2 separate regions of the Mus musculus genome follow, and region 2 is linked to region 1. The links are chromatin contacts, called in public HiChIP or PLAC-seq maps. All regions are on one chromosome and are shown on one strand. Each heading gives the region's core, a stretch centred on a gene start, on an enhancer-like site or on the middle of the called end of the contact. The rest is flanking DNA. Distances are from core to core; before and after follow the strand shown.

Region 1 (3,977 bases), core at 368-2,867:
AAGGCTTTGGCTTACAAAGGTGTGTCTGTGGGAACTGTCCTGTTTCCCTCTGTTCTCCACTTTGAAGGGATACGTCCCTTCTAATGCAAAGTAAGTTCAGAGCAAGAATAAATATAGAAGTCACAGAAACTTTCAGGCAGCCCAGATCCAACTCCACACAATTGCCCATCTACCTAGTTGTGAAACTGACTTGTGGGAGCCTTGTTTATAGTGTACTATCCTCGGACAGCAAAGGGCTTCGACGCATCGCGCACATACTGGCAACCCATCCTCTAACAGCCTGATAAACACCAACCCAGGTCTTACTCTCCCATTCTCCCTGGAGAGAAAAAGATGAAATGGTGGGCTTTAACCTCCTCCTGGTTGCCTTTCAAGTTTTCCTTTAGGGCTGCTAAAGGGCTTTTATCAGAACTTACCTACAGGTCCAGTTTCTAAGCAGGCACTGATGCTGCGAGAATAATTCCAAACCAACGAGATTCAAAACATGTTCAATTTATTTGCAGACTTAGAAATGCCACTGTCTCCGTGAGAGAGAAAACGCACCCACTTTGTCAAATTAAAAAAGAATGAAAACCCGCAGCTTTTCCTCTGAACAAATTTAAATTTTCTGGGTCACTTCCCTCATCACACTTTTTAAGCAGCCTGACCTGCTCAGAAAAGCCTATACCTACCGTCTGTGAAAGCAACTCCCAAGCCTCAGACCTCACCACCCGCCCCTGCGGTCCTCACCTCACCACGGAGCCTCGCCCTTTCAACCCACAAATCGGGAGCTTATTCTCAGGAAAAGTTGCTGGAGGTAGATTCCCCCACCTGCGCTCTCCGAGCGGATGGCTGGGAAGAAGAGAAAGCCTTCGGGGCCCCGCACGCCCTCCAGGCCCAGGCTCGGAGCGCGTCCCACCCCAAAGCCGGGAAGGCGATTTCCACGCAGACCTGCACCCATCCCACACAAGTCCGCATGCCAGCTCGCCGAGTCACTTACGTAAGCTCGCCCTGCACAGTCCCAAACTGCAGACACACACCCGCACCTGTCACGCATCCGAAATGGACAAGCGCCCACCCCCGAGGAATGCAAGCCACACAGATCGGGGCGCGGGTGCGGCTTCCATTCCTTTTCCTCCGGGTTCTTTTCTTGTCCCTTTTTTGTCCAACTACAATTACCTTAGCAACCAAAGAATTGTCTCGACTCGCTCCGGCGTCTCAGTTTCTCCTAAAGCCCGGCTGGCGCCCGGCTCATGATAAGGCTGGGGAACCCGGGAGTCGCCAGCTCTCGGGGGGTGGAGGAGCGGCCAAATCTGTCCGGGCACTGCTCTCCCGAGTGTCGCCTTCTCCTCCTCTTCCACCTTCTTGGTGCCACTCTACGAGGCGGCGACCGCAGGGGGCTCAGCGAGCACACTGTACAGCTCCGGACCCGGGAGGAGGCGCGGCGGGTCTCATGGTGCCAGGGCGCGGGGCTCCCGGGGTGTTTCCCTCGCCCCTCGCTGGTCCGGACCGGAACCGCCCCCTCGGCGCCCGCAGCAACAGGGACCCCGGGGCGCCCCCGGGCGGAGTTCTTGGCCACCCGGTGGGGGCCGATCGCCAAGGAGCTGCCCGGAGTCGCGCAGCCCAGGCGCTCGGCTCGGCCGCTGCCGCAGCGGCGCCCGCTGTCGGGGACCCAGAGCAGCTGCAGCCTCGCGCCGCGCACCTGGGCGCCCGCACCTGGCCTGAGCCACGCGCTATGAGCGGGACCCTGACACCTGAGCACGTTCTTAGGTCGCCGCCGCCAGGCTCACCTGTCCCGGCGCCGCCCGGGGTACGGATCAGGCCCTGTGCAGCAAGCGAGGAAAAAAATAATCTGCAGATTCCAGGCAACCGAGCAGCTACCTAGAAAACTGAGGGACTGTGTTAAACAAGCCAAGGCTCCTCTCCTTGCTGCCAGGATGACCGTGTACTGAAACTTTAGTGGCGCCAAGGTGCTCACGATTCTGGCCTGAGGTGCTGTCCCGGTAGCTTTTGAATCCCTCACTGACGTGGGGCTGGCGCCCTCTAAATTAAAATGAGCCAGTGCGTTCGTCAGAGATATTGTTGCTAATCTCGTGGTTTTATTTATTCAACGTTTACACCACACAGCGTTGGGAGCGCTTTGTGGTTGATACTATCTTGAAACAATACAAAAGGGAATCTAAGGGGGAAACTATGCACAATATCCTTGGGCAAGAAGAGAAGCTTTGACATTCAAATGAACAAGGGTAACTTGAATGGACATTTTAACCTGAGAGTCCTGAAACGTGATTTTTGATGACTTATGACTGGGTTGCAGATGTAGCTCACCTAATATAGTGCTTTCCCCAGCACTGAGTAAACCCCGACAGAGATGGTATCCACCTGTAATACTCAGGGGCTGGAAGCAGAAAGAACAGAAGTTCGAGGCCAGCTTTGGCTACTTAGGGAGTCCGTGAGTCACACTGGACTACATGAAGGCCTGTCTCAAATTATTTTAGGGAACTGTAGTTGGAGGTAGGACAAGGTGGTTGGTACTAAATAGTTACCAGTAGATGTGTATGTATGTCAATGTTACCAACACCAATAATAAATCAGTAATTTATACTTTAGTGTATTAATCACAGAAAAAAATAAATAAATTACTCCAAGTCATTGGGGATGAATGATCTGGACTCTTCATCTTTATGGCTCTGGGGGTGAAAATTTAAAGTTTCCTTGGCAATATGCATGTTTGTCAACACTGCTGTGCATAAATATGCAAATAACAAAGAACATCAGTTAAAGGTAAATAGATTCTTCTGAATGTAAATCCATTCTTCTAAAATGGCAGATTGTTAAAGATGGCTTCTGATTGAGCGAGGCCCGAGGACAAGGCTGCTAACTCAGAAGGTGGCCTTGGGTAGGATCCAACCCCTGTAAATAACACCTATAACCATGGATTTCTATAATATACTGATTCAAGAAAATAGACATGTCTGTGTTGTTTCCTCACATAAAGCTAGTGTGCTAGCCACACTAAGAGTGACCTGTTTTTAGGAACTGTACTCTGAAGTCTGAAGGGGTCAGTGAGTGTAAGTTGGAGATAAGATGTGCCTAGGAACCCTGTGTGTGCCCTATTGGTAGGGGTAAGCACTTTAAGTCAGAGGTGGGACCCAGTAGAAGGAAGCTGGGTCCATGGAGGGGTCCCACTGAAGGGTGTATGATGAGACTAGCTCCTCCCTCAGTCTCCACGCAGTATACAGGTCTCCTACCAGCATCCTCCAAGACAGTAGCTTGAAGCACAAGACCAAAAAACCATAGGCTAAAAATCTCTGAAACTTGACGCCAAAAGAAGTCTTTCCTTCTTGTAAATTGTTTGTCTCCAGTATTTTGCCACTGGGAAGAGAAAGTGCCTAATACACAGTCATTTGTTACTTATTCACAGATGGTTGGAAACTAGGAACACCCAAATAAAGTGAACAAACGAACTAGTCTGTCCACCTGCTCGTGTAATGTGTTTTGTAATTCAATATGACTTCAGAAGAGATGGCTTAAAAAGATACACTGAGGTATAATTGTTCTCTTCGCCAAGATGAACAACAAAGACTTTGTCTTCATTTAATTTTATGTGTATGGATGTTTTGCCTGCATGTATGTGTACCCTGTGTGTGCAATACCAGCTGGAGGCCAGAAGAGGTGACAGATCCCCTGGGACCAGAGTTAGAGCTGGTTGTGAGCCAGAATGAGGGTTCTTGGAACCAAATTCAGCACCTCTGGAAAAGATGCTCTTAACCGCCGAGTCATCTCTCTAGCCCCTAAAGACTCATCACTTTTGACAAGTGTCCCTCACAGGTTTCCTTGAAGTATTATCTCATCATTAACTGAGATAAAAAGACAGTCTCTCTGCACACTACTCAGTGAATATATACAATTTCACTCTGCATATCACACTGTGAATATGTACAATCCCACTCTGCCTGTTTCCATTAGCCAACCTCGTATTCCTGAAGGCCTTGCTA
Region 2 (3,923 bases), core at 1,287-3,786, 110 kb before region 1:
TATATTATTCTATATATATTATTAAAATATATCACCAAATATACTATTAAACATATTAGAAAATATATTGTAAAATATAACATTGAAAATTATATATAACTTTAGAAAGCAAACAAATGACTATTTGTATATAAAATACAAAATAGTATTATTAAGTATTTACATTCTAAACATATCTGTGAGCATCATGCCTCATCCCACTATTGATTCATGTAAGAAATCTTAAGATCCCCCCAAACCTCAACAAGAGGCTTTAATGACAACTCATGCTTGAACTCTAGCCTAGCATCCCTCATGACACAGCTCTGATGGACAGGGAAGAGAGAGCCCTGAGGATATGAAGCCATGCCCCTCATTTCATGGACACACAGAATGGCATACACAAAAGCAGATGGCTAAATGTCACAGAGGAATGACGTAATAGAGTAGGTGACTTAATAAAGCAGTTTTATGTTCTCAGAACTCTGGAGTCTGGGAAGTCCAACACCAAGATCCAGAAGGGGTCTAGCGGGTCTCAACTTTGTGGGCCTCCTTTCCTAGCTTGTGGGCAGCCACCTTCTGCCTAAGTCCTCACAGGATCACGAATCATATCATGACCGCTCCATCATCACCTAGCAAACCCTAACTACTCCTGCAGGCTCCTCTGACCATCACAGGGGGGATTAGGGATCCGGCCTATAATTTTGGATGGATACTACTAGCATTAAGTCCATAAAAAAGGGAACACAGGCCATAGCTTTTTGATAATGAAGCAGAAACTACTCTCAAAACATATGTTCAGAATGCAGTGTGAAAGGGCTTACAACACAATGTGGCACTGGCTCTAAGTGCCAGGGTATTTCACAGTAAACAGACTCTCAAAGGTGCGACTCTTCTGTTGGGTTTAGTCCTTCTAGGCTTCACTAGAAAACCTTAAATAGAACAGACAAGGCTTCCCAAACAATACCATGGAAAGAGCTATCTAGCTTCATGCCCTGGTTTCAAAGAGCTTGGCAGGGGGCTGGGGCGGGGGTGGGGGTGGGGGTGGGGATGGGAATTGAACATACAGTTGTGAAAAAATTATATAAATTCAATATCTATTTGATAGTAGGAACTGGGTTATCAGTTTAAAAAAAATAAAAGACATGGTCAAATAAAATATTCACAACAACCTGACAGTACAAATAAAACACTGGAGATAACAAATGTCAAGGAAACTGCATCCTCACCAGTGTGACTCGGCTCTCACAGGGTAGGGTGCTTTCAGCCACTGTTGGCTGGGAAGCAATTTGTTGGGCCACTAACTATGGAGTTAAGAGAAAGTAACTTAATCTCTCTGAAATTGAAGGTCTTCATCTGTTAAATCAAAGAGCTGGAGTAGATGGAGCCTGGCCATATTTCCCTTCCTCAAGTTTTATCATGCTCATAAATATCACTGGTTTAAAAAAATGCTTTTTATATATACTATGTAGACTTTTATAAAGAACAAATGAGTGTGTCCGTGGAGGGGATATTCTTGGTGACGCTAAGAATTATGGGACTTTGGAACTGTGTCATGGTTAACCTACCAGAAGACCCTCTGTAATCACTGGGCACCAAGTGTGTGCACAAGCACAGACACAGCCATCAAGAGATGGCATCTGAACACCTACACTCCATTGCCAGCTATTTTGTTACATACACTTCAAGAGAAATTTTAGGGGTTGGATGGTCTAAAACAAGATATTACAAACCTTGCTGAGCCCTTAGCATGTCTGTGGAAACTGGACTGTGTTGCACAAATGTCTTCCCTGAGATATGTAAATAACATCTACCCCCCGTTTATAAGATCCAATTGACAACAATGCACAATACATTCCACCGAACTTCATCTAGGAGAGCCAATGAATTTATTGGGCTTATCTTCAGAACACGGGTGAGGTGCTGCTCACAGGTGCATGAATAACCCCGAAGCTTCCAAAATAGAAACATTTCACCCCAACAGATGATGGTTTCCCCATAAGCACATAGATAGAATTTTTGCCTTCAATTAATCTTCCTCGGGCTCTATAGCACTGCTTCTCAACCTGTGGGCTGTGACCTTTTTGGGGGGTCAAATGAGCCTTTCACAGAGGTTATATATCAGATATTCTACATAGCTACATATTTACTCTATGATTCATAACAGTGGAAAAATTACAGTTATGAAATAGCAATAAAAATTGAATCCTTGGGGTCCCCACAGCATGAAGAACTGCATTCAAGGGTTGAGGGCCACAGCATTAGGAAGGTTGAGAACCACTGCTCTGGAGTCTAGTACATGAGGCCATGTTCAGTTAGGGCAGAAACACATGCAAATGGCTGGTAGAAAAAGCTGAAATCTTGGGAAAGGGTACTGTGACCTCCTTCTAGGAAGAGCTGCTCACAGTCAACAAGCCTAGCCATGATGGTCACTTGTAAGCCAGCACAGCTGAATGCAGCTGAACTAATGAAGACAGAGGTCATTCCTCAGAGGAGAGCACGCTACGAGAGGCTGAGTGCAGCTATGCCGCTGATAAATCGGTGCCTGTCAGGCAGAAACACTTACATGGAAGATGACAGGCAAAGAGAGTCATGACTTGACAGTGTGATATCCAGCATCAGAGCGACAGGCAAACATTTGCACCACGGAAGAGTGAGTGGCAGTCACTCAACTATGTCATGCTTACTTCCCAGCATGCAGAGCGGGTGATCCTGAGGCCAAACCGAGTGCAGAGGGTAGCTCATCCTTCAAGAGACTGGGCAGGAGTGTGAAGCTGATCCAGAATTCCAGAATTCCAGAATTCACTGCTGAGCTAGACTGGAATGAGTTTCAAAGGGCCCAAGGATGAAGCCTTTGGTAGTCACTGATGGGGGATTTAGTGCAATTCAAGGATGCTAGTAAGTGGCTATCATGCACATGCCTCGGGGACAGGAAGGTGACTTCAGAACAAGCTTCCTGGAGAGCATCTCCGTAGAGAATGTTGTGATTAGAAATGGCATCAACAGGTAGGAGCGAAGCTAGGTGCAAAGACCTGTCATCCTGGCCACTATGAAGGCAGAGGCAGAGGTTCACAAGTTCAAAGCCCGCCTGGTCTATGGAATGAGTACAGGGCCAGCTGTGTAACTTAGAAGACCATAAAGAATGATCTGGACATGTGGCTCAGTGGTTGAGTATTTGCCTAATCTGTGTAAAGCCAGAGGTTCAACCCCTATTACTAAAAACATCACAACAATAAACAAATAATCCTGCATACATTTTTGCACGTGGCCAATAGAACCAGTGATTCAAAGGTGCCCCCCCCCACACACACACCATGATATAACTTTCTCTCACAGAGCTTCACTTCTTTAAAACCCTACTACTTCTTAACAGCTCCACAGCTTACAATCAAGCCTTTCATGTGTGGGACTTGAGGAACGTTTAAGAGCATAGCCACGTGACAGCCCAAGGATTTATCCCACAACACCCAGAGAGATAATAATGTGGCTTTTAGCACGGGTGCCCTGAAAAGGGTATGCAGTTCCCGATGGCCTTGATGAGGTTTGCATGGCAAAATGTAACCACCGACCTCATTGTGATGCTTGCTTGACGAGCCACTGTTTGTTCTCACATGAAATGCAGCTTAAGAGCATGTTGTGCTTCATTAGGTGGTCACAGCTGCACTGCAGATCTGTGCAGATGCAGTATAATATGAACATAGTTTAAAATACATAAGCCATAGGCCAACATTGCGAGTCAAAGTCTTGCAATGGGTTGAGAAAATAACCCACCATGTTCAGAAAGACTTCCATTCCCTTGAACATGAATCTCAGAGTTATTCTTAAGCACACATAGAAGCCATTGTCAACCAAAGCTGCTCTTGTAGGGCAAAATAAGAAGTAAAAAAAAATATATCATACAAGTTGACATTTTTGAAATCTCTGCTTGGGTGCCCAAGAACCAG

What was found. HiChIP or PLAC-seq counts read pairs in DNA pulled down with a chosen protein or histone mark.
Region 2: an H3K27ac HiChIP or PLAC-seq map of heart atrium shows a contact between it and region 1, with 5 read pairs. The contact joins the enhancer-like site here to the promoter of Rgs6 in region 1. A contact is called at or near these places in 1 of 39 promoter capture datasets (frontonasal cranial neural crest), 1 of 484 Hi-C or Micro-C datasets (cortical neurons), 4 of 115 datasets of contacts at active chromatin or transcription factors (embryonic forebrain, embryonic stem cells, heart atrium and 1 more) and 1 of 9 other capture datasets (adipose tissue).

The regions. Positions count from the first base shown.
Region 1 is chr12:82,614,565-82,618,541 of GRCm38.p6, reverse strand. It overlaps Rgs6 (regulator of G-protein signaling 6), which reads right to left and starts at 1,617. Exons shown (of 17, transcript NM_015812.4): 1 at 1,159-1,617.
Region 2 is chr12:82,721,899-82,725,821 of GRCm38.p6, reverse strand. All of the region lies in intron 2 of Rgs6 (regulator of G-protein signaling 6), which reads right to left. Among named protein-coding and RNA genes, the nearest start is that of Gm22149, 49 kb to the left of the region's middle. Within about 2 kb of position 2,536, at least 6 of the 459 cell types and tissues checked have an H3K27ac peak or open chromatin away from gene starts, as enhancers often do. A contact at or near this core is called in heart atrium, where this site is marked.